Linked DNA regions of Rattus norvegicus: all the other regions are linked to region 3. The links are chromatin contacts, called in public Hi-C maps. All regions are on one chromosome and are shown on one strand. Each heading gives the region's core, a stretch centred on a gene start, on an enhancer-like site or on the middle of the called end of the contact. The rest is flanking DNA. Distances are from core to core; before and after follow the strand shown.

Evidence for each region. Hi-C and Micro-C count contacts between places; a contact is called where the count stands out from the background.
Region 1: a contact with region 3 is called in a Hi-C map of liver, with 3 times the contacts expected there. The contact joins the promoter of Tmem168 here to the enhancer-like site in region 3. A contact is called at or near these places in 2 of 12 Hi-C or Micro-C datasets (the A7r5 cell line and liver).
Region 2: a Hi-C map of liver shows a contact between it and region 3, with 3 times the contacts expected there. The contact joins two enhancer-like sites. A contact is called at or near these places in 2 of 12 Hi-C or Micro-C datasets (the A7r5 cell line and liver).
Region 4: a Hi-C map of liver shows a contact between it and region 3, with 4 times the contacts expected there. The contact joins the promoter of Bmt2 here to the enhancer-like site in region 3. A contact is called at or near these places in 4 of 12 Hi-C or Micro-C datasets (the A7r5 cell line, Schwann cells, kidney and 1 more).

What each region holds. Positions count from the first base shown.
Region 1 is chr4:42,822,077-42,829,300 of GRCr8, forward strand. It overlaps Tmem168 (transmembrane protein 168), which reads right to left and starts at 2,778. Exons shown (of 5, transcript NM_001014054.1): 1 at 2,579-2,778.
Region 2 is chr4:42,264,619-42,271,046 of GRCr8, forward strand. No RefSeq gene overlaps it. Among named protein-coding and RNA genes, the nearest start is that of Tmem106b, 26 kb to the right of the region's middle. Within about 2 kb of position 4,158, at least 33 of the 93 cell types and tissues checked have an H3K27ac peak or open chromatin away from gene starts, as enhancers often do. A contact at or near this core is called in liver, where this site is marked.
Region 3 is chr4:42,541,848-42,548,561 of GRCr8, forward strand. No RefSeq gene overlaps it. Among named protein-coding and RNA genes, the nearest start is that of Tas2r7l, 9.6 kb to the left of the region's middle. Within about 2 kb of position 4,399, at least 7 of the 93 cell types and tissues checked have an H3K27ac peak or open chromatin away from gene starts, as enhancers often do. A contact at or near this core is called in kidney and liver, where this site is marked.
Region 4 is chr4:42,907,610-42,914,002 of GRCr8, forward strand. Bmt2 (base methyltransferase of 25S rRNA 2 homolog) reads right to left here and starts at 3,937. Exons shown (of 5, transcript NM_001109221.3): 1 at 3,661-3,937. The coding sequence starts at 3,814.

The DNA.
Region 1 (7,224 bases), core at 1,528-4,027, 280 kb after region 3:
CACAAAGGGAGAGAGAAAATGAGAGATCTTTAAAATACTAACAGTAGAATATAGGCTCAGAATAAGTGCTACTAAAGGGAGAAAGAATTCCCACACTCTGCTAAAAGGTACTACTCCACACTCATCAAACAACCTTTCAGTGTGTCCTGGTCAACACTTTTTCCTGATCTGAGACTGTGCTAATCCCTTTCTCTCAACTCTCTTGACACCCACATTTCAGTGCATCTTAACCACATGACTGCTTCCTACAGGGTCATAGAAAAGAAGCTTCCTTAGGTTTCCAATAGCACAAATCCACCTCTCTCTGCATCTCTTCATTCCAGTCAAAAAGATCCATTCCCCTTTCCTGTATAAATCCTCCCGGTTCCAGAATCCCATTCTCTCTCCAAGCTCTCATATCTCTTTCACTCATTAGTACTTAAGCATTTGTGGGTCAGCTTTTAAAACTACAGAAGGGTAAAGAAACAACGACACAAAAAGTCTGTTCTCCCCATCTTGTCTTCCACGCTCAATTTTTTTCCCCTCTTGACAGCTAATGTTTAAGTTCTCATACACTCACTTCAAGACGCTGAAAGGTGTGATTCCCTCAGTGTAACTGCTCAGACAACTTCTGGAATGATCTGCAAGCTCCTGAATATGATTAGACTGATGAATACTATCACCTTCTGAAATTTCCCTTGGCTTCTAAAGTCTAAGAATCCATATTTTTTCAAGAAATCCATGATTCTCTTGAAAGTTATTCATTTTCAAATCATGCCTTAGACACTCAATCCCAACCCTAGGCTTTGAGCAATCTCAATTGCGTCCACATATTATGTAATTTTGAAAAAGACAATACAGCTGTGTTGTTGAAATAGTTTGCAGCCACGTTCTTAAAGGACTTAGTTTTCAAAGTTTTTTTTTAATCCATTCGAACCTTTAAAAACAGCCTCAACAAGAATTGAAAACAAATTTAAAAAGCATTGTGATTGTTTTTACTTGAGCTGCCTTCCCTAAAGATTTGATGGAAAACTCCAGAGGCAAATAAAAACAGATCACAACAGAGTCAATCAGCAAGTCATTGCTAAAGTCCATTAAAAAAAAAAAAAACTCAGGCTGTGGCTGTAACTCAGAAATCATGCTTAGTATTTGGTAGGCACTGGGTTTGACCCCAGTAGTACCCCAACCTTCAATCCTATCTACTTCTTTAACCTTCTTCCACATTTCTTCACCCGTGACTTAATCCTCACCAGTTCTTGGTTTTTCTTTTTTTTTAAGCATCTCTTTCACATTTTTTTTCTACTTTGTATCCCCAAAATCACCACCTAAATTTTGGTGACAATAACCTCATTCTTGAATGTCTTCCCCCCCCCTTTTTTTTTAATTTCCCCACCAACTTCTGCCATTCTTACATAAAGTGTGCTTTAAGAGCAAATTTTACCTTGCTATTCTCCACTATGCAAATTCTCTAATGGCTTTCCACCGCCATGGAATTACAGTCTAAACTCTTTCAGTGCCTTATAGGGCACTTCAAACTGGGCAGGAATAACTGCCCCAACTGTTACTGCTCTTCTTCTCACTTTTTATTCCAAGCACACTGACACTTCAATTATGAACTACATAAATGCCATGCCCTCTCTGGACACACTCCTTTTCCTCCCATCTGCCCTTTATCTGTCAAACTCTTCAGGTCTGGGCTTAAAAGTATTTTCTTAGGAGAATCGCCTCTTGACCATTCCCTCTGAAATGGAAAAGTAAAACTACTCTTTTTTCTTCACCATTTGTTTAACGTCTGCATTCTTCACTAGGTCACAAAATCTCGGGGGAGATCTGTCTTCCACAATGAGTGCTCAGTATCAAGTTAACATTCAATTTGTTAAGATTGGGGGATGGGGGAAGGACTAATAATAGAAACAACTACTTAAGAAATGCAGATAAAATAAACAGCTTTCTAATATGCCATAGCTAGTACTAGTAGTTAAGGGAGATTCCAGAAATTTTTGGTTTGTTTGTTCCTAGCTTTACTCCAACCTTTACTGAATTCACCAAATTTCTTCCAAAACAGAAAAGTGTCCTCCCCGTGTCCTAAGACAATGGACTTTAAAACATAGTGTATTGCTTTCATAATCTTTCAGAAATAGTCTATTTCTGTTCCAGCTAGGGGAAGTGTCAAAACCTTAAAGAACAACACTAAGCAGTCAAGAGTTGGAGAACTGCATTTGTTTCTCTGAGTTCCTGCTAGTAACTCTTTCAGGCCACCTCTTAACTATAAGAATGGCAACTCGGACTCTTTAAGTGCCTCCCGTTTGAACAGCTATAGTAACTTTTCTCCCGTTAGGCCTCTATCTAGGGAGAGATGGAGAAGTGGGGCTGGGACCTGGCTGTTCGCTACCCCTTAACCCTGGGACAAGGCGACACAACGAGACACCCGGGTCGGGGCAACGAGGGACACCGAGGAACGCCCTCCCTTCGCGGTCGCCGGTCCCAGGCTGGCATCTTGCCCACCGGGAGGCCGACGGGGCGGGGCCTGGTCCGGTCAGCCGGACCCTGGGCGGCGCCCCAGACCTCAGCCGCCCCGCGGCTCTCTGATGCCCCTTACCTGAATCAGTGGTCGCCACCGAGCCTCTCTCCGTCCGTTGCGAAGCTTACAAAACAAAAGGGCGCGAAGCCTCCAAGTCAGAACCTGGAGGTGGTGTGGGGACCTGAGCCTGAGGCCTCCCGCACTAGCACCACAGGGCCTCGATAGAAACTTTCTCTAATACGGACACTGCCGCCATATTTCCGCCACTGACTGCTGGCGCTACGGATCGCCGTCAGGGTCAACGCGCGATGCGCGCTTCCTTCCCTGGCCCGGCCTCCCAGTGGCTCTCCACGCCCAGCAGCGAGCCTAGAGGAGGCAAGTGCTACAAACGCTATGGGGAAAGCCAGCAGCCCCACCCTGGGCCTGGATTAACTCCTACCCATTATTAGCAGCAAGAGCAGGGAACCGGAAGACCACCACCGAAGATCAGGCCTCAAAAGCAGCAAGGTCACAGTTTAGGAATGGACTGAAACTGGGGTAGCAAGAGTGGGATAATTGCAAGTGGACTATAAATATATGTAGAAGGCGTGCGGCTCTTTCATATAGGTGGTATAATATATGGCTTTGCATATGCTCATCAAATCTTCAAAGCCTGTCTCTTCTTGCCTCAGCCTGCTTTTCTAATTAAGTTCGCCATTAATCCCCATCCTGAACATTTTTATTCTACAGCCCTAGCTGTCCCTGGTCCTAAGCGACCTTCAAACACCACAGATGACTTAAATTTGCACTCTGATGGCACTTGAGTTAACATAGTGATACTGCTGAGAACCGCATTTCACTGTGGAGTAGCAGCCTTATGGGTTGAAATTGGTATCTCCATCTATGAAATGGTAACAAAACCTTTCTCTTGTATTGGGAGTATACAAGGGAACAGTGTGCCCCTCCACTTAACAAATGAGTTTTAAAAATATTCAATACCTGTAAGAACATGTCGTTAAGGAGGTCTTTATTTAAGACAGTCTCCATAAGTGTAGGGACCGCTATAAATCCATCTTGCCACGGAGAGGAGATAATGGCTTCAATTCAAAAGAGAGCTTGTAGAAGTGGGAAATTAAAGACTGGGATCAGGGGATAGGGAAGCTTGAGCGATAGAGAATCACAATAGCATTAAGGGAGATAAGAGGCATAACATCATTGTTGCTAACACAGCAAAGGTTACTACTTGTTACCTAGAAAACAGGGAGATAAGAAAGAAAGCTAAACTGACTTAATAGCATTCTTCGTTAAAAACTAGATTTTACTAGGGAATACAGAGTTGAGCCCGAAAAGCAGGTTCTGAGTGAAGCCTGAATAGAATATGGCCAGGCAAAAAGCATGAAGACCCCTTTCCTCTCCTACAAACCCTTTCTTTCTAAAAAGTTTCTGCCTGCCTTCTGATTCTGTTTCCAGTTGCTTGCAGCCCTCATATAGGTCAAAGCATTTCAAAGGCCTAGTCCTCATGTGTAAACAAAGACTGATAGCATCTATCCAACAAGGTTCTTCTATGGATTTAGGGAGGATGTGTGTTTTAAAAATACCTTACGACCTTTAAAATGCCTTATCCTTTCAGATAAAGCTCAAAATCCTCAAATAGGGCATGTGGGTGTTATCTCAGTGGTAGAGTTCTTACCTAGCTTGCCTGACGTTCTGGCTTAGAGCAAGTACGACCAGGAAGGGGGGAGGGGAGAGAGAGAGAGAGAGAGAGAGAGAGAGAGAGAGAGAGAGAATGTTTTATATAAAGACAAACTCCAGTTCAAACTCCCCCACACTCCCCAGCTCTGTACTGCAGCCTGTTTTCACTTCCTCAAAAGTAGCCCCCCCACCCCATCCACTTTTTCTCACAATTACATTAACATAGTTCCTGATAGTCAGCATTTTAATGTTTTTGAAAGGGGGGATCAAATATTACTGACCCTCACTAGCTCTCAACACTAGATAGATAGATAGATAGATAGATAGATAGATAGATAGATAGATAGTTTTATATATATATATATATATATATATATATATATATATATATATTAGCGTTATCTGAAGGGTTTTGTTTTCCATGCCTCTTAATGGTATAGTCACCCTGGAGACCACTGAGGACACCAGAGCTCTGTTGAAACCCGTGAAGCGAGAGCTGTTTCCTCCTGGTCAAGAGAATGGAAGGTGCACCTGACCCTGGCTGGAGACCTGACTTTTGACCTGCTCCTAAGGTTGGAACGTCCATCCCATGCTCCTAAGGTTGGAACGTTCCATCCCACTGTCTCCTCCCTTAGGAGTCAGTGAAGCAAGCCCTGCCTATTATCTGGTCAAAGGACCATCCCTCGGGACAACAGCATGCCAAGGCGATGGGAGGAATAATTACCCTCTTAGTGAGATAAAGTGCTTTTCCTCCCCAGAAATCTCAGCTCCTGCAGAGCCCTGCCATGGGATTTAGCTGCTTTTCTGAGTTAGGAGGTTTTCCTTCTTCTTACTTTTCACACAGTGCCAAAAGCCTAAGCATGCATTCTCTCAATTTGGGGTTTTTCCCTGTTTCTCTGAAACTCTCATCATTTTTTTTCCTGTAGCTCAGTTCTGCCATGGGCTGTTGCTGACCTCCATTCCTGAATAGGTCCCCCTAACTTTAGTGGCATGGCTTTCTCTGTCTGTCTCCTCTATATCTTTCCTCCTAGAAGCTACCAACCCCGCCTGCCCTACTTTCTCTCTGACTTTAAGATAATTGTCCTTGGACTCCAGAATTCACTTTGAAACCTTTTTATTAAAACTGAGAACTCAAAGAAAGAATCCCAATTTCCCTGGTACCAAATGGGGCACAACATGGAGTTCTCCAAATTTTCTGGTAGCACCAATAAAGTGAGAATCTCACCATTTTCATTTAATAAATGCAATGTATTAAAGCGGTTGGGACAACTGCTACATCTATAAGATTGAACCAGTCTCTTGGATTCAGATTTCACGTATGAACTGAAATGATTGCCTGTAGGCTTAATCCTGCTTCCAAACCAGACTACCAAATCTATCATTTTGGGCTTTCCTAACTCAACGATACTGTATTCACTTCCAATTCAACTTGCCTTGGACATATTAAACATTTTTCTTTTATTTGCTTTATGCCACCATCTGAACCCACCTTGGAGAAGCTCCTACCATAGGAGTGCAGTGGCTGAAGCTGAAATGACAAAAACTATTCAGTTGCCTGGCTTTCACACTTGACAGGGTGGTCAGTGAATAAAGAAAGGACAGACACAAAGACACACTTAGAGAAAAGCCGGGATCAGGGAGGGCACGTGCTCTGATGGAAATGCACGGCATCCTGGAGAGCTGGGGCATTTATTATCTACCTCTGAACAAGGAGCAGGCTTACTGTATACTGATTGTGTACTGGAGGAGTCCAGGCAGTTAATCTAAGTAGATGGCCTCTGTTGGTGAATAGTTTAAGGTTGTAGTCATCCAAGAAGGGGAAGCTGTGGTTGGTAATTTCTGTAAACACTAATTTTAGTTAAAGGTCAATTGCTCTTAGCCATCTGTACTAGAACCAGAGGATTTCCAAGCATCTAAGCCTGACTTGCTGAAGGCCTGGCTACTCCCCTGGGTCTGAAGCATGGAGGTTCTTGACATGGCCATGACCATTTTAACAGTACACATCCTCTCAGGACTTCCTTCGCTCTCCACAGATTTGTTCACTTAATCATGAGTACCACCAGAGAGATGATGACTTAGAAAAGCTTCAGGTGCAGGAATGGAGTGGATGGAGCTAAGCTCTTTGGATGGTAGTGAGGGGCATGGGTGTTGTGGCATCTGACTTTCATTATTAGATCTGAGGTGCCCATGCTTGACAAGTACAGCCCCACTATTCCCTTTTGATCACTTCTATAGGCTATTAAACAGTCTGTGAATAGCATCGTGGCCAGTTATAGACCTCCTGTACTAATTATCCGACTGTAGTATCTGTCTATGGATTTCTAGACCTAGATCCCCAGAAGTCCTTTGAGCTACCAAATATCCTCTAGCAAATTTATTTTCTACTTGAATCAGCTATTTCTACTTAAATAGCAATGGCTGTTTTGTGTCACTCAGTACTAAAGCTCTTTGAAACAGACTTCTTCCTTCTCAAAAATGAACTTATGACTTGTCACCTTGTTTCCCGATGTTAGTTATCATTTCTGTATATTTTAAAAATATTTTGCATTTGATGGTTCATAAATCTTTAATCTGTACAATCGAGGGTGGTTAATTTGAATAGTTGGGTGCACAAATACTGAATCAATGTCATGATGTAAAAATCTGACTACAGATTTTATATTAATTAACATAAAGGTTTCGAAGGCATGTTTTTCTGTGGAAGTGGGAAGTGTTTAAGATAAGTACCTCACTATCACATCACAAAAGCAGCTCTTCCTTCCCAAGAATCAAGGCTTGGGAGTCTATGAGGAAGAGGAGGTGGAAAGATTATAAAGCAAAGATAATAAAGTGTCTTCCAGATGTAGCGATACTGATGTACTGATAAACTGACAGAAACTGTGGCAGCACTCACAAGACCCACACAGGTACAAGCCAGACAGGGTCTCAGCACAGAGATGGGGAAATGGACATCAAGTCCCACCCCTAACCAAGAAGCTATTTGCTTCTGGTACCTACTGGCAGAAGGAAGATCAGTGTATCAGTGTTTGGCAGTGGAGCGTCACTGCAAACAC
Region 2 (6,428 bases), core at 2,908-5,407, 280 kb before region 3:
ACAGAGACTGAAGGAACACCCATTCAGAGCGTGCCCCACATGTGGCCCATACATATACAGCAACCCAATTAGACAAGATGGATGAAGCAAAGAAGTGCAGACCGACAGGAGCCGGATGTAGATCGCTCCTGAGAGACACAGCCAGAATACAGCAAATACAGAGGCGAATGCCAGCAGCAAACCACTGAACTGAGAATAGGTCCCCCGTTAAAGGAATCAGAGAAAGAACTGGAAGATCTTGAAGGGGCTCGAGACCCCATATGTACAACAATGCTAAGCAAACAGAGCTTCCAAGGACTAAGCCACTACCTAAAGACTATACATGGACTGACCCTGGACTCTGACCTCATAGGTAGCAATGAATATCCTAGTAAGAGCACCAGTGGAAGGAGAAGCCCTGGGTCCTGCTAAGACTGAACCCCCAGTGAACTTACTGGTGGGGGGAGGGCGGCAATGGGGGGAGGGTCGGGAGGGGAACACCCATAAGGAAGGGGAGGGGAGAGGGGGATGTTTGCCCGGATACCGGGAAAGGGAATAACACTCGAAATGTATATAAGAAATACTCTAGTTAATAAAAAAAAAAGAAAAAGAAAAAAAGAAAACAAAACAAAACAAAAAAAAGACACAGACTCACTGTACACTTGAGTCCTCCTCTGGATGTTAATGTGCTGGCACTAACACACTGCTTCCGGGAAGAACACTTCTTTGTGTCCTGTTTCTGTTAGAGAATCTCATTACACTAGTATATAAACATGGGCTTTAAATTAATTGATTGCAACTTCTTTACAATAACTCTTTGTGAAAATAAACACACTGCTCTGCTTTGAATAATTTCAGGTATATAAATCTTCCTAATTCATTACGTAGTGTATTTTGTCCAGGAACACCAAGCATTTTCCTGATTGATGAAGCATATTTATTCCATAGAAACAAAAGTGGCATTTATCTATCTGTGTATTTTCATCATAGAGCTACATTGTCCAGAGCCATTTCTGTTCTCTAAGAAAATGCATAGAGCGTCTAGAATGAATTATCACAGCCCCAACTCTCAGCACCCCACTTTACACCCGCAGCTAACCTAGTAGTGAACTGATGAGGTCAATTGTTACTTCTTAGTCCACACTTGCCACCACTGGCTAGTGCATGATAAACCCTGATTGACTTTAACTACATTCACAAACAATTCGTATACCATTCAGTAAGGCCACAGAGCAAGGAGTACATGGTATTTCCTGGACTGTGGTCGCCTATTACTGGTCCCTTTCTGGATTGTGAATAAAGAGAAGAGTCTCATAGAAGGAAATTTAGCTGAAAGAGAGTGACATTCTATTACAAGTTTACATGGGATTGCCCTACTCCTCACCGAGATAGGCTGTGAGGTCTGTTGGCTCTCCTGCTAAACAGAATATCCTTCATTTGACTCCTTTAGGAGTTCAGAGTGTTCCTCTGTGTATTAACATTTACCATTTTGTGGAATCATTCATATTCCATTTATGGAGCTAGACTGTGCTCTTTATAGATCAAAGGTAAAGAAATGTAGTCAGTTTTCCACTAGCCTTGTGTTATAATCAATACAAATGGGACAAACCCAGAACAAGCCCAATCCTCTTCCCTGACCACTGTACACTTCCTCTCTTGAGCCTTTTCAATAGGCTTACATTAGGTACCTGGAATTATTTGGGCTATATTTACTTTGCTCATAAGTAGACATTTTATCTATACTCGGCAAATACGATTTTCTCATCTAAGAAATCAGATTTAGCCTTTAGAGGTAACAGTTAAGACCTTTTATAAAAATGTGAATAAAAAGGAATCTATATACAAAGTTTCATTGATAGTTCTTGAACATTATACTATAAATGATTTTTATCTTGTTGTATGAACTACATCTACTTATGGTTTTGATGGAAACTATATCATCTTTCACCTATAACATAAAAGTATTACCACAGCTTAGCAGCTAAGCCATATCACTGTGTCAAGAATTCAAGCACAGCTTATCTGGCTCCTTCCTTGAGGTTTTATTCTTCAATAGACATGTCAGCAAAGTTGCTCCATATTTACTGTGCTCTCGAGCTGGGAATGTGGCTCTGAATAATGTGTTAAATTGTTAGCAGAATTAATTTTCCTTCATCTCTGTAACTGAGAACTTGGGCCCCTTACTGTATTCAGATTGGAGGCTGCTCTGAGAGTGAAGTGGTTATCTGAAAGTCCCCAGTCTGCGGCCCCTATACATCCACAGTCACTTTGCGCAAATGACCTAATAGAACTGAACATACCAACTGCTACGTAAGAACCACTCTAGTATTTTAAGTCTAAGTCAGATCATAATACTCCACAGATTGAACTTCCCAAGGTTTCCACTGCATTGAACCAGTGGTCACAAGCCCTGGTTGTCTAAACAAGCTCCAAGACCAGCTCTGACTACTCTCCCCCCACTCATTCTTCAAATACAGGAGGCTCTTTCTAAGTCTCAGGCTGGGGAATATGTTGATTCTCCACCTCTGAAGCATTACTATGCCTCTGTTTGATGTTCTTTTCCAGAGAAGCATGTGTCAGCCTCCTCCGTTTCATCAGCTCTTTACTGAAGTACCAGTGAAGAACCTCACAGGGATTCACATAAAATAGTAATGTACTCATCCTTCTTTTATTTCTTGCCCTGACTTTCATTGCTCTGGTGAGCTCGCTACTGGTTGACATTTTTAGGCCAATGTTCTGCGTTAATCAGTGTGCCTGCATCCCCACATATGTAAACTCATTGGAATAAAGACCATTATTGCTTATGCTTGTTTTTCTAGAGTGGTGCTTAACACATAGAAAATGCTCAATACCATTTGTTTAGTGAACAGATGGAAACACTTTGGAATGATTCTTAAGCCCCACCCACTGATTAGCATGAAACAATAAAGACTAAGTACACATAACAGCAAATTTCATTACAAATTATACTTAAGATTATAACTACCTATTGGATAATCTTGAACTCTCTGTCAAATTCTGCTTTCTCCTGTAAACAAAAGTATTTAAGAATCAGAAAAATAAAATGTGAATTGTTCATTATTCTTCAAAATTTAGAATGTATTTTCTTCCTAGAAATATCTCCTATTGTATGTACTTCCCTATGTTCTCTGTATTTGACTTGTTTTGTAATGGGAAATATCAAAATGAAAAGTATTTGTATGTGAACAAAACATATTTGAAGAACTTCAGAATTTTGGCCAGGAAGAATTAAATGGTGCATAGTCTATACCATAAAATATTAAATAGAAACACATTGTTAATTCTTGATTTAAAGAGTGAGGACTTGAGTTAGATATGTTCACAGAAATGGATTCAAGAGTCCATTTCGTGTTGTCCAGCTATATTCCTGGGAAAAAGCCTCGAGTGTGGTTGACATACCTTGTCAAACTCCACTGAAGAAAATCTGTTCCCTTTCCTAGAAGGTATCAATTGTAAGTAGCTTTGAGGCTAGGGTGCAACTTTGTGCTACTACTAAGTGAGATTTTATCTGGTTTGAACCTGTGCAGGGTTTATGCATGCTGTGTCACCGTCTCTATGAGCTCATATGTGCGTTGGCCGTTTTGGATCAGAGACAACCACCATGCTTGGCTTCTTGACTCCTTCTCTCTCCCGTTCCATATAAAACCCTGAACCTTGAAGGGAGGGATTTAATAAGACGTGCCATTTAGGGCTGATCACTCCACAGTCTCTCACTCTACATTGTCTAGCTGCAAGTTTCTGTGTTCGTTGGCATCTACTGTAAGAAGTTTTCCTTATGTAATGGAATCGGGAAACTTACTGCTACAGTTCTCACAGATTCCTGACTGAAAACAAAACAAAAGCTAAATAAAAGTCCTACAAGGCATGTTTATAGAAATGTACCTTGAGTGGTTATTCCAGTCAAATTCTGGAAACAGGAATAGAATGATGAAATAGGCAGAACCTTTCTGACACTTGTTTTTCCAAGGCTTGTTTTTCTGCCTGAGTGCTCTGGTTATTACATACTAATGCCTGATCTCTTGTGAAACTCTCACCTTGTCAGAATGTCAAAGCTAGAAGTGATCTCTGTAATTTTCCATTAGTCACTGGGTTGTCCACTCTAGCAGCAAATTATGCCTCTTGGCTTGCTTGACTGGTGCCAAAGTCTGTTAAATGTTCTCTGTGTTTTGTTTGCTTTAGTATTTGTGACTCACAGTACTTCTGCCAAGTACTCCATGAGTTCTACAAAATATGTCAGTGGAAATAGATCAGCTGACATCATAGGAATAATTATATCTAACAAAAAGTTCAAGAAAATCCATAGAAGTGTGGGAAAATGCACTTCCACGGAGACAATTAATTCTCACAATAATAAAATAAAGAACTGGTGACCTGTTGGGTACCTGACATTAGCTAGGAAAGATGATTAATTGGTAAAAAAAAAAAAAAAAAAGAAGAAGTGGGGGAGAGCATAGTCAGAAGATGATGAGCACATTCCAAGCTGAAAATGGAACAGAAATGAACGGCAGTGCCAAGAACGGCACATAGAGAAGAGCAGAATTCTAAACCTGCTCGTTGCTGGCATAGTTGGCTGTATGCTTTCCTAGCAGATGGCATCATGACCCTGATACATATCCATCCTAGTAAGCATTCTGGCCTATGACCCAGAGTAAGATCCCGGGATGGGGGTGGAGGTGGGGCTGCAATAATTTTCACTAGCTGACCACAAGGGCACACTTTTGTTAAATTATCCCCACAAGTCTGTGGAACAGGAGTCTCATCCCTCTATTCCTGTATTCCACAGCATCTTCTAAGTCCGTTTTCAGACTAAGACTTATTTTCCGTTCCTAAATTATATATGTTATAGAAATTCCTATTTTCTCTCAGTATCCTTGTTCTACCAAATCTTTTTTTTAAATCTTTAGTCTTATTTTTTTGTTTTTGTTTTTGCAATCTACTCATTATCCCCCTTTTGGTCTGCCCTTCAGTAGTTCCTCATCCCATTCCTCCTCCTCTATCTCTCCAAGAGGATGTCCCTATTCACTCCTCCCTAACGCACCCTGCCAACGGGTTAGGTGCTTCTCTCAGAATCCAGACTTGGCAGACCTCTGCTGCATGTGTGTTGGACTTCATATCAGCTGGTATATGCTGCCTGGTTGGTGAATCAGTGTCTGAGGGATCTTCAGGGTCCAGGTTAGTTGAGCTGCTGGTCTTCCTATGGGGTCACCCTCCTCCTCAGCTTCTTCCAGCCTTTCCCTAGTTCCACCACAGGGGCCCCAACTTCAGTCCATTGGTATCTGCATCTGTCTTGGTCATTTGCTTGTTGGGCCTCTCAGAAGATAGCTGTGCTAGCTCCTGTCAGTTAGCACACCATATAGCATCAGTAATGGTTCCACCAGAGCTTAAAAAAGGTTTAGAAAATGGTTAATTATAAGAGAAGATTTATACATTAATTTTCATGACATTAATTACATATATTGGATTATACAGTTTTTCACAATAATTATCAAATCAGTGTATACAAGAAAAATGCATTTATTTAAACATTACCAGCATCAACTCTGCTCATTACCCATCTCTTCACCTTAATCTATTTTTCAAAAAGGTCATTTCTTTCAGGTTTGTAGTATGTAATGTTAATGTTTATTTCAAACCCAGTATATTAAGTATGGTTTTGCATGCCAGTAACCTTAGCACTTCAGAGGCTGAGTTATGAGGATAATAAAATAGAGGCCAGCCTGTATGACATATCAAGTCTGAGCCAGCCTGACCTACATAGTAAGTTCCAGGACAACCTAGAATATACATAGGATACTGTCTTAAACAATAGAAGAAAATGTCATCTGTCTTCAGTGTCATGGAGCAGAGCTGTTCGAAGTGTCTTTATGATAAAGATACATAAAAGGTAGAAAAGAATTTAAATGTCCATACATTTCAGTTCAGTGTTCATAAAGTATGCAGCTATGCAAGATCAAAAGGAGTAAGAGAGCCACAATCGAGGAAAGTAAGAAGAACAACAAAGGTCAAAGAAGGTGACAGCAACAGACAATATCAGAGCCGGGCAATCTGGATGAACTGTTAAAACAAAGAACAAGGAAACAAAAAGTACCCAAGCAACTGATTCTGAATACTAACAAGAGTTTGTAGGTTAGCAGTATCAAACAGGTCCCTATAATAGTGAATGTGGAAGCTCACTAAGGAAACAGTGTCTGAAGAACTGAGACTTAGAAATTAAAACAAAGCAAAAAACTCAGAACATTCAACGTGGAAGATAATGCTGTGAGAAAGAAGAACGGAGATTATAATACATTGTAAACAATTTATACAAACGTAAATTTCAGATATTAAGCAGCCAGTGCAGTCAGTTTGGATAGTCATGTTCAACTCCATAACTACTAGGCAGAACAAAATAAGGAACTTTTGCACAGGTCCACAAGAATTCTTTTGAA
Region 3 (6,714 bases), core at 3,149-5,648:
TCTTTGAATCTATTTTTTTAGCTGCCTCTAGTTTCTTCCACCAGTGTGTTTTGTAATGTTCATTTTATCAGTCTTTTCCTTCCTTGGTTAAGCATGTATGTAGATATTTTGGTTTTTGAAGCTATTGCCGATGACAATAGGTTCTTGACCCAATGATAGTGAAATCCACTTTCAAAGTCAGGCAGACTTCACATTCCTTGTGCAGTTAGGATATGAGATTATATGGGCTCTGAAGATTTCTCACAGACAGGCTTGGTAGGATGTACACGGCTAGCACTCTGATTCATTTTTACTCAGAGGAAGTGAGAGCTTCTCCTGTAGTTGTAGAGCTAGGGTAATTGTCAGGGTGGTTTAATGGGATGTTTGGGTAAACTTACTATACTTTTATGCCAACAACTTATAGAGTTGCTTTTTGATCTCTTTATTTCCATTATCTTACAAATCATGTGTCTTTGTAACTTTCTACAATCACTACTACCAAAGACAGTGTATAAAGAAAAGCATTTATTAAGGCTTATGGTTTCACAGACTTGGGGTCCATGGTGGTAGAGCAAAGGCATAGTGGTGGGAACAGCTGAGAGCTTACATCCTGAATCAGGAGGCACAGTGGACTCACTGAGGGTCGTGGAAGGCTTTTGAACCTCAAAGCCAGACCCACAACACAGTTCCTCCAACTGGGCCACATTCTCTGAGCCTTCCCAAACAGATCTACTAACTGCAGATCAAGTATTCAAACAGGAACCTCCGGAGGCCATTTTCACTCAAACTACCAGGAAGTGCTTCTCGAGTCACAAAGCATGATTAGCGCAGCTGCAGCAGCAGCCTTGAGCTCAGCTGACATTATCACGAAAGCAGAGATCACGCTGATTTTTATCTATCCTAGAATCCTTCGTGCCCAGTAGTGAGTGGCAGAGAAGACTTTTTAAATACGTGAACGAAGAAGCATTACTAATTGGTTCCTAATGATGTGGTTACATACATAGGCATGCTCTGATATATGCTGTCTGTCAACGTTACTCGATTGAAAAAAAAAAAAAAAGACAACTCCCACGGGCCTGGATGATACAAATCATCCTGCACTAAATTCAGATTGTAAAAAACTTCTCACCATTCATATTCTTGGCAAAATGTCTCTCACTCTTTTTTATCCAAGAAACACCAGGGAGAGAGATAGAGAGAGAGATAGAGATAGAGGAGAGAGAGAGAGAGAGAGAGAGAGAGAGAGAGAGAGAGAGAGAGAGAGAGAGAGAGAGAACCAGTGCAATCTATTTACTCCACTCTTTCTCTCCATGGCTTCCTCTATGTCTGCCTGCTGACTAAGTTTCTACTGGTCAAGTTGTCCCTGGAGAGCAGCTCCAAGTTTGTCTAGTATATGCATAATAGCACGAACCGCACTGAGTTCATAAGCAAGGCTTGTTGGCTCCAGAGGTCACCGAGTGCTAGCGATACCTACCTTTGTCCTCTCTCATTTCCCTGGTATCAGCTTACTACACTATCCACGGGGCCCAGCCATTTCCTTTCTTTATAAATTATGGAGAATTTCAGATGGTGAGACGATCGCCTAAGCACAGGGTCTGCCATAACCTCCTGCTTTAGAGACTAACAGAACTGCACAGTAGAAAGTTTGCAGGCTTCTGGTGTACTGGGCTGTGATCAGCGCTGTCCCTGAGTCACGAGGTTTAGAAAATAAGAACTTCCCAGCTGTTTTCTGTCGTTAATAAACCAGATGTGTTCTCTGGAATTCATGCCTCTGTGTGTCTTTTTTATCTTGCTCTGTTTTCTCTTTTTGCCTATGAAATTCCCTGCATTAGAATTTGCCATGATTTAAGTCATTCCGCCTTTCGGTTTTCATCTTTTATGTCTGAAAGTTGAATGCACACAATAGTTATGGCCAAATTCCACCCATACATTCTTCTGTCTCCGTCATTTCTTTCTCTTTACTACGCTCCCATTCTTAGCTTACTGACTTAATCCTTTCAAAACTCTGTCCTCTCTCCTGTAACTTTCAGTTGTTTTGGATTACTCCCAACCTAACGTTTGTTCCTCAGCAAATAAAGTACTTAAAGTAGAGGGTGGTATTCTTGAAGGCTAGAAAGTACACTTGTGTGGGCAGCAAGCTTACACAGAACAATGTGTAGGTTTGGCTGCCTTGATCTCTGAAGACTCGGGTGAAGGGTGTGTGGATCAGCAGCCTCAACTGCCATTCTCCAGACAAACGCCCTGTTGCTCTTCTCATAAAAATCCCTGCTGTTTCCTCTTTTCAAACCCTTTTCTCTGTTGTTATTTTTTTTTAATATTTGTTCTTCCCCAGCGCACCGTGTGTGTGTGTGTGTGTGTGTGTGTGTGTGTGTGTGTGTGTGTGTGTGTGTGTGTGACATAAACTACATGTAAAGCTGAAAAAACAATTAGCAGGAACCTGGAACCATACAGGTGGGTTCCAGGAATTTGCCTCAGATCTCCAGGTGGTGACAAACACCCTCACCTGTTGAGACATCTTACCAGCATAGCAGTGATCTTAGGGCTAACAGCTAAAGTATATTCTGATGTGGATGCAGAATAAAGAATGACAATTTTTAGTTGACTCTGTCTTCTTGCAGAGTCCCTATCCCCTCTGGGCTCTTCAATCCTTTCCCTAACTCTTCCTTAAGACTTTCCCACTGAATGTTTAGCTGTGGGTATCTGTATCTGTGTCAATCAGCTGCTTTGTGGAGGCTCTCAGAGAACAGTTATGCTAGGCTCCTGTCTATGGGCATAACAAAGTGTCATTGACAGTGTCAGGGATTGGTTCTTGCCTATGGGATGGGTCTCAAGTTGGGCCAGTTACTGGTTGGCCAATTCCTCGGTCTCTGTTTCATCTTCGTTCCTGCACTTCTTGAAGGCAGGACAAATTATGGGTTAAAGGTTTTTGGGGTGGGCTGGTGCCCTTATCCATCCACAGGGAGTCCTGCCTTGCTATAGAAGGTGACCACTTCAAGCTCCATATCCCCAACTGCTTGGAGACTCAGCTAGAGTCACCCTCATAGACACCATGGAGCCTTCCCCATCTCAGAGACTGAATCATCAGCCAAACAGCATGCATTTGCTAAACCTATGCCCCACCCTGCACATATGCAGCAGATGTGCAGCTTGGCTTTCATGTGGGTGATTCAACAACTGGAATAGGGGCTCCGTCTGACTCTTGCTTGTATGTGAATCCCGTACCAGTAACTAGACTGCCTTGTCTGGCCTCAGTGGAAAAGGATGTGCCTAATCTTTCAGTGAAGGTGGGGTGGGTTGGTACCTTGGGGGATCCTCTCCCTTCTCAGAGAAGAAGGGAAGGGGATGGATGAGGGACTGTGTGAAGGGAAACAGGGAGGAGGGGAACTTCAATCAAGATGTACAGTGAGTAAATTAATGGAAAAATAAAAACTGTTTAAAAATGACAATTTTTGTCACTAGGTGGCAGGATTTTACTATGGTCTTGATTCTCAGCCATGTTGGCAGGTAGAGAAAGAAATTTAAGTAAAAAGAATTGAAATTGCTATAGAAAATGACTCTATACCATACCACATATCGGTTCAACAGAATTTGGGTTTTGCTGCGAAAGTATGAGATTGCATTTGATGGAATACTTAGGTTCCTCATAAAACAGTCAAAAGTTTTCAAATTTCAGAAAAATCATTTCCAGACCCTGAAAAACACAACTAAAATGGATATGGATTTTATATCATGAATATGTTTACTTTCTGTAGGTTTCATGCTTTTTGTATATCTCTCCCTTATTTAATTCTACATTATCAAAGCATTTAGCATGGCATGGCAGAATTCATTGCAATTTGGTATTTTACTCTTTAAAGACTCATTGTGAACCTTGTAAGGGCCCTGGCTTCTGACCACAAAATGGCTTTCTATGAAGACACTCATCTACTTGTCAGAATTTGTTATTTTGTTAACAATGTCTTTATATATTAATACTTCAAGAAAGAAAATTCAGTGTAGGACAAAAGAGCGTCTCAAAAGTATTCTTTTCTGACAGAATAGTTCTTATTAGGTCTCTACTTTCTGTTTGGGGAACATCTTAATCTGAATCTCAGTCTCCTTTGTCTGCTTCATTTAAATGTTGTATTGAGAGAAATCCTTGTTTTTCATCTAACAAAACCCAATTGTCAGTCATTATCTGTAGTTCTAATCAGGAAACGCAGTTAAGTATTATTTTTAGACTTCTATTTGACCAAGGCATTATAGTGCTTCCATTTCTGTCTAGTTTGCCTGAAGAAAGGGTTGATTTCTCCATAAACAGCCTCCATTTTTTCGTTATTCATTGATCTTGTCTTCAACCCTCTGGATCATACCCTTACCCTTTTCCCTGGATCTTTTGCGCGTCATAAAGGCCTCTGTTGAAATCTGAATTCAACTCTTGCCTCAGCAGGTTTGGGTCAGGCTGTGTGGTTAATAATTAATTCCTTGCCTTAGATAAAGGTCAGTTAGATACTGTTTCGATTAGTGAGTCCCTCTGTAGTCTAAATTCCCTAGTATCATTGCTACTTCAAGCATATCCTAGGCCTCTTAACCTTCCTGTTGTCTGGGTAGTTCTTCCAGTGCAGACATTGTCTTGCTTTCATAAAAAATTCAGAGACTGAAACCTATTTTACAATAGAACAATGCAATAGAACAAAGCTTAGGTATGTGCTAACCCTTGCATCACCCAGCGGCACTCTCCTATATAAAGAGCAAGCTGGATGAGAATATTCCTGCCATGCTGATGCTTTTAGCAAGTCCTTGTCGGACAGTTATTTTTATGCCTGACATTCTGCAAAGTACTGAGAACACGCAGGTACAGGAGATGAGTATGACCTCAGAGTGAACAGCTAGTGTGAGGGAGAAATGAGTAAGCTGTGAAGACAGTTCAGAGAGGAGAGTTCAGATGGGAGATGCTCAAGATACCATGGGAATCCAGAGAACGGGAGGCTAATCAACACCTGGGTAATCAAGGAAAGTCTATAAATTACTGTTGCTGTGCAATAATAGGCCTTGGGAGTGATTTCACCTCCTAGTTATGCTCAAATGCCTTGTGGATCAGAGATTTGTGAAAAGCACATTGAGGTCAGTTCTCTGAGGCAGTGTCTGGGATCCCTGCCAGAAACACTCAAATGGCTGGGGAATGGAATTGTGGGAGGTGGCCCAACACACAAGTCTGGCACCTGGGCAGAGACTATCAGCTGCAGCACCTACACATGGCCTCTCCATAAGACCTGAGCTTCTTCACAACGTGAAAACTGAATCCATCGGCAGCTGAGGACTCCAAAGAATATGTTTAATGAGAGAGGTTGCAGCCATCTCTGGAAAACTCAATATGCTGCAAAATAGGTAGTGTGAAAGCTAGCTGCGCAAAACAGTAAGGTGTTGTGGAATATGTGGAGCTAAAGGATTTATAGAATCTACCTGCATGAAATAGAGGTGTTCCAGGCAGAAGGAATAAAACAGGTCCATTCCTCCAGTCTAGGGATGAATTGCAGGGAAGCAACTAGATGGAGCTCAGAATAACTGTTCTTCAAGTATGGGAGGAATTGGTAAGGGATGAGCCTAGACAGGAAGGTGGTAGTGGTGCCTAGGAAGCAGATCCTTTAGGCCAGGAGGAATCATCACAAGTCTTTACAGAAGACATTCAAGCTAAGGCCTGTGCTACACTAAAAATAATTGTTTTGGATGGACAGGAGAGTTGCCAAGATTAGACAGAAAAACAGTAAGCATAAGGCTAAAAGCCTGTTGAGAGGCTTATGATTAATTTCAAGTTTGAAGAGTGGGGAAGGGTCACCCTGGGGTTTGATAATTAGTGAGGAGGACTGACGGTATTCATCAATTATATTCAATTAATTCTTAAGGTTTGCAGCAACGAAAAGATACACATCAGTGGTTCTCAACCTGTGGGTCACAAACCCCCTTTCACAGACGTTACATATCAGATAGCCTGCATAACAAGTATTTACATTATGACTCATAATAGTAGCAAAATTATAGTTATAAAGTAACAACAAAATAATTTAATGGCTGAGAGCCATAACAACGTGAGGAAGTGTATTAAAGGGTCCTGTAGGAAAGTTGAGAATGACTGTTATAGCTCAAAACAAGCCCGTAGAAGAAAGTTAGGAATCAAGGGTCCAAATGAGCTCTAAACAATACCTTCCAGTGTTTACAAAGTAGTCATGGGCAGAGTGGTAAGTGGCTATGACATGACAATCCCTATAGATGCTGCCAACCAAGGAAGCACACGGAGCCCTCACTGTCTGGGATTTCCACTGAGGCCTGATCCTGTCGATGCAGTTGCTCATCTTCACAGCAGTCTCTCTGGAGACGGAACTGACAACATGACCAGTAGCTCTGTCATCCTTCACACTGATAGTTTATCTTCTGTGGCCCAGGTCTCCAAGGTACAAACACTTATCAGGGAGAACTGTCATTACAAGGAAATAGAGATTGGCTTCCACAAGCACAAAGTAAAGGTTCCATCTCTCTGGATTGAGAGCAGTTCTACTCTGGATAATAAGGAGATGGTTAGTGAATAGAGAGTGAAAATCAATTTGGTGGTGATCGAGAGCAGAGGTGCTGCTGGTAAGATAGGTACCTGGGTTGCAAGATGATGACCATGGGGAAGAAATGGGGTTGTTAACTCAGGTTTATGTCTTCAGATGAGAAGTCTACATCCGAGAATGTTAACTGACTTCAAAATGGTAGTGG
Region 4 (6,393 bases), core at 2,687-5,186, 370 kb after region 3:
ACTCACTTGAAAATAAAGTAGACAAAAAGAAGTGGTTCAAACTGTATTTTGGGTCATAGACTTGGTCAATTTATTAAAACAGCTATGGAGAGAATACTGAAAGAAAAGGAAAGTTAAAACAATCCATGATCCTAATTTTTAAAACAATTCAAATATTGTACTTCATGCAAAACATCAGTATTATAATTCTATTAATTTTAAGGCTGTTTTGGTTTTAGTTTTAAATTATCTCTAATTTAAAGTTACCATTTCCCCCACAATTTTCTCATCTCAATAGTTGGCCACAAAAGATGTGAGAACTGGAGAAACATCTCCATCAATGTGTTCAGATTCCAAACATCATATACAAGAGCAACTACAATCTTACCAATCTCAAGACAGCCTGTCTACCCTAATTAGTGAGCTCTAGGTTCAGAAAGAGACCCCTGACTCAAAAAACAAAATGGGTAAAACTGATGTTGACTTCTTGCCAACACAGGTACATGCACAGTCAGAAACACACACACACACACACACACACACACACACACACACACACACTCACACACACACACACCCCAAAACTACAGAGAAAACAAAAACAAAACTGAAAATCTACATGGCTCCTGTTTAGTTCTTAGTCAGATACACCGAACAAGTAAACCTGACTAATCAACAAAGTTCTTGCTTAGAAAACAAAATTAAACTAGGTATTTCTTATAAATAAACTGTCTATACACCTTCCAATCAAGTTAAAATATTTTAAGTTGCTGGAGAAGTCAAATTCCAAAATTCTATATAGCATATTTGTGTAAGCATATTTTCCTGCATATAAACTCAATCTGTAAATTTCTTACCCACAAATGGCTGGACATCAAAATATCCCCTCATTACCAATTCTAGGAACTGTCCTCACATTTTCTTTTAGTAACTTAGATATATAGTACCATCTCAAACACTGACCATTACACTTTGAGTGGTGACAGAAGGCAGGCAGTCAGACGGAGCAGGGTGAAAAAGTGGTCACAAGTGCCCTAGATATGCTTACTCACCTTCGTAACGCAGTAGTTCCCTCTTCCTACCCACGCTGCCCATCACTGTCAACACTTACCAGCTGAACAGATTAGAGCAATGGAGGAAAAACCCATCATAGCAGAAAGGTCCTGTTTTCACTTTTCTTTCTGTGGCATTTCCAATCCACAATCAGAAACATACACAAGGTAAACTCTATTCTACCCTATATTCTTTATCCTTACTTGTGTTCTTACTCTTCGGGAATTGCTGTTTCCCTTTTCATTCTACCCCAGTCTATTTTTCATTACCAGAATATCCCTGAAAAAATACTAAACTTCCATTCCCACTTCCATTGTTCCATTTCCATAGACAGCCCAGACCCATCAACTTAGATCCTTTTTCCTTGCTCAACTTTCAGTGTTACTTCCTGATCTTCGTTTCTTCTGTAGTCTAACATTATGTTACCAATACTAGGATGAGAGATGAGACGGACAGTCCATTTCCCATAAAATAATGATAAACTGCCTCAGTTTCACCAAGTTACTTTGATCTTTTTAGGACTGAGTTTACTAAACTATAAAACTGAAATTATGAAATTTGGGATATACACTAAATAAATCTCCCTAGTATGCGTCCTGTCCTTTATGGAGATGCAGAGACTATAGACCTGAGATAAAAATATAGACAATTTAAGATCAGCCATGTTTGAGAATCATTAATGAAAATTATGGTTTCCTATAGTCTGACATTCCAAGGTTTTACGTTGAGAAATTTTACTGTATTCCCTGGTAAGAAAACTGTTATGAGCTTATAGAATACATTTATGACTGGAGACCATCAGTACAATACTATGCCCGGAAAGTAAAACACCTAAGTCATTGATGGAATTCAGGGCATTAAAATGTCAAAAGATTTGCTTCATGCAAATGCTTAGACTGCCAGGACATCTCAGATCATTTGTTTCTGAACTCCATGCATTGCTTCCCATTCTGGGTATTTCAAAGGATCAATCCTCATTGTGAACCAAGTGTCCTCCTAGCTAGAATTTAGGCTTAAAGACATGTTTAAACATGTGAGACTAAGCACGCATAAACAGCAGCTTAAAGAGATAATGACACATTAGCAGTGTGTTAAGTGGAGCCTATTCGTTTATGAATAAATGAATAATGAATAACAATGAAATTATTACAAAAAGGTTAAGAATAGAATCCGAATTATACACTAGCCATTCTCTTTTAAAAGATGTGCCATAAATTTGTACAAAATGACATGATAAATTGAAGAAAATTGGGTCCACTTATTTCCTCATTTCTTCAAACAACATAAAAACCAATAGAGAATGCCATTATGTAAGTGCATTTTGTGACTATCAAGAATGATGCAACTGTTGCTATGGTAACCACTCATTTTATTGAATTGCGGTTGGGAATTAAAGTATTTTCAATAAAAAAAATTCAATACCTTAATATGCTTGCCAAGGCTTTTCTACTGGTACCTATCAAACAATAGCTATTAGCCATCTTTGGGGATATCAAATGGTCTCTATTAAAAGCCAGCTAAGTTGTCAAGGAAAGAAACTTTGAATGGTGTTAAAAATAAAACACATCAACGACACTCAAAGGAAGATAGACTTGACTGAACTTTCAGAGTAATTGAAAAGTGTACGTAACTGAAAAGTGACATGATCTCACAAGTCTTTGTTCCTTCACTGTCATAATTTTTCTTTTAATCTAAATTATTAACTAGTTAAAAGACTGACATTAGAACCCTGCTGAGTTTTCATTTTGCAACTAAGCTAAAGAAAAATCCACTGAAAGTAGCCCATTTTAACACTCAGCAGAATTTTTTTCCCCTGAACATATGAAGAAAAATGCAAAGTATCACCTTCCAAGTCTTATAAAGTTGCTTTGTTTGTAAGCCCTTCTTCACAAAATGCCAGGATAACTCATAAAATTCAACTATAGACATTGTTCCGGCAAATGCGCAAGACAGAAAAGCTGCCTCCATGAAGGAGGGGGCTGTACCTATGGCCAGCTTCAATGGCATCCGTGTCTTTCAGAGTCACTGTGGTTAGAGATAATTCAAAACTGTACAGTATTTTAAGAACCTGTCCCCGATCTCTTCCTGGACTACCTCCATAAACTTGAAGATGGAGCTGCGGTGGAGGGAAGCTACCTGCCACCCTTTCTTCCCCGTAAAACACGGTGAAGCACCTTGAGATCTTCTGCTGGGCCTGCTGACTTCGCAGCCCTGGACGCCCAGGCAGGGGAGGCCTCAGCACGGCCTTGCCAGGGAGCGAAGAGGAAGAGGGGCTGTTGCCAAGCCGGCTGAACAACAGGCTGGTCCAGCGCAGAAGAGTGAGGGGCAGCTTCGCTCCTGCCAGTCTCTCTCCTTCGTGGATTTTTTCCCCTGTCTTCGGGTCTTACCTGAAAGCCCCTCCCTCCCTCTGAGTGTGTGCTCGATGACAGTGGTCTCAGCCCACCGCTGGGGACAGGGCCTAGGCGGGTGGCGACTGCCCATTAGGGCTCCGGGAGCCGATAGCCCGTGGCCGGCTGGTCGCGGCCTGGGCAGACGTGCCGCCCCCGTGTATGTCAATGGTGGCCTGTGAGGCTAGAAAGAGCTGACCCAGCCGGGGGACCCGCCTCCCCTCCCCCGCTGCCTGTTTACCTTCGCGGTATTTCTTGCGGAGCCGCCGGTGGACGCTCTTCACCACCCCGGACAGCTTCTCCTGCTCCAGCTTCCGCTCCTGCTCCCGGGGCTGCGCGGCGTTCGGGGGCCGCTGTCCGCGCGCTGCGCCTCGGCCACCCGGCCCCGGCTCCATAGCGCTGCCGCCGCTGCCGCCGCCCCTCGGGCCCCGCGGTCTCTCCCCGGACGGAGGAGGTGGGGAAGGAGGAGGCAGCAGCAGAGGCAGCAGCCGGAGGAGGCCGAGGAGCCACAGCTAAGGCCTCGGGGGCGGTGTCTTCTCAAGAGCGCAAGGTGATTGGTGAACTTCGGAGGGCTGGGTGGAAATGGAAAGGGACAACGACCAATGGGCAAAGGGCAGCGGCGGAGCGCCGGGTTGTTTGGGAAGGAGCAGCTGAAGGAGGCGGAGAAAGCACTGGGCTCCTTGCCAGGCCACGCCCCGGATGCTGTGCGGAGGAGCCCGGGCTGCCTAGGGGAGGAGGCCTATGGTGTGGGGTGCGCTTGCGCCCCAGAGTTTTTTTGCCTAGTTGAGCTTCATTGTACGGTCCAGCTTTGGCACGTCTCCCAACTTCCCAAGCCGCTGTGAGTTTTGGTATGATGCCGCCAGAAGACGCAATCTACCTGAGTTCCCGCTGCACCCTGTTGCACCTATGAAAATTCCCTTCTACTAGATACCCTTTGAAAACTTGACTGCTGCGCTGGGTTTTACTTTTCAAGGAGTCCAAACTTGCAAGCCTTCTTTGGGGTCAAGGAGAGGTCAAACTACCAAATCCAGATGTAATTCTCTTAGCTAACCGTGGTTAATGCCTGGCATACTGCTGCTGGACTAAAGACAACGAATTGGGGGAAAGAAAGATCCTAAAAAATAATAGGAGATGTGGGACAATCAAGTTATAAACACAGAAAGGCCATGTTGTCTTCCCGTAAAACTTCTGTATTCACCATAACAATGGGTTACTGGAAAACCTACACTGATTGTAGATCATCTCAGAACCCACAAAAAAGTCTGCTCAGGTGGCCTCTCATTGTTTTAGACAGTACACTGGTGGATGCAGAATTTAGTAAATGCCTCTCCTTTTCTACCTCCTTTCATATGTGCACAAAACTATTAAGGGGATGTGATTGCTGACTTCTTTAAGAAAAGTGGAAGCCCGTTCTCCAAAAAGAGGCTGCTTCCGCTCTGTGCTGGTACCTAGGCTGCTGGAAATGCAGCAGGCAGAGCGGGTAATGAATTGTAGCTGATTGTGCACTACCTCCACTTTACAGCTGTTGGTTACATTACATAGTATAGACATTGTTGCATTTAAACTTTCAAACTTTGTAATCTTAGTAACATTCTCTTTATGCTACTGTGAGGTCCAATGGAAACTCTGTTTCCCCAAATTCTGTTGGTTAGACAAAAAGACACAATCCTCAGGAACTGGTGAAGCTGATTCCCTTCTGCAAAACGAAACCATTTCTTTTACCCTCTGCAGATGTAAAATTGTTATCTGTGGTGTATCCCAAAGTGCATGTTGGCCTCCAGGCTTCATCAGCATCACAAATACCTGTTACACATTTTAGTGTCCATGGCTCTTCTCTGCTGTTCTCACCCCACCACCAAACTTTCTCCAGCTCAGGAGCTCAGCTCCTTATAACCCTGGTAGTTCATCAATGCTCTTGGTCTTCTCTTTTGCCTTCTCTTGGTTTTCCTTTCACCTCCTGCCCCACTTCTCTTACTCTCTACTCTGCTCCTGCTTCTCTCTTGGTCAGGTATAGTTTGCTGTTAATTCTTAATCTACTACTTTGTCTCTGCTCTGGATTCTTACAGAAGCCTCTGCCTGTTCTCTCCTTCATATCTACAATACAAACCTTCCTCTCAACCATGGAGTGGAGTGGTCATGAAGTGTTTATACAGTAACGATTTCATGTTACTTCCTAGGTTAAGATGATCCTGACCAACAAAGCATTATACATACTTTCCAGATCACAGGAGCAGAAATATTATATTGATGAAGTGGCTCAAACACAGACAGAAATAAACAAACTTCAGAAGAACAATTGCAATCATGAAGTGAAATTATGAGAAATAGCAAGGAACCAGGGAGGGGGAGTATTGTAGCCTCACATGGGGAAATTTAATTTAGGAAGAAAAGAGAACTTGGATTCTTTAGCTTTTCTTCTTTTTCCACATATTAAAAGCAAATTAAATTGAAAATATTTGAAAGCTACATGGCAATTTATAGTAAAGTTAGGTATATATGTGAGTTGTACTAATTAGGATTTATTTGTTTAATATGAATTTTTCCACTTCCACCTAGGAAAGTAAGTCTAATAGTGCACTTATTTATTTATTTGTTTGTCTGTTTATTTTTACTTATGAGTTTGTGTTTGTGTAAATGGGGGCAGAAGAATACATTGGGTTACTAGAGCTAAAGTTATGTATATGTAGTTGTGAGTCACAGTAGAAGTTGGGAATTCAATTTGGATTCTCTGTAAGAACAGCAAATACTGTTAACTGCTGAACTATCTCTTCAGTCCAGTGTTTGATTGTTTCTTTGTTTTGCCTTTTCAAACTTTGTTTCACACTAGTAGTAGATGAATTTTTTTTTTGAGATAAATATTTTTATTATGATTTTGCAACCACAATTTGAGAGAACATAGCATTATTATATAACACTCCAGTGGACTGACCAAGTTTTACAAGACAGGTTTGGTTTGAGTGCACAGCACCACAGA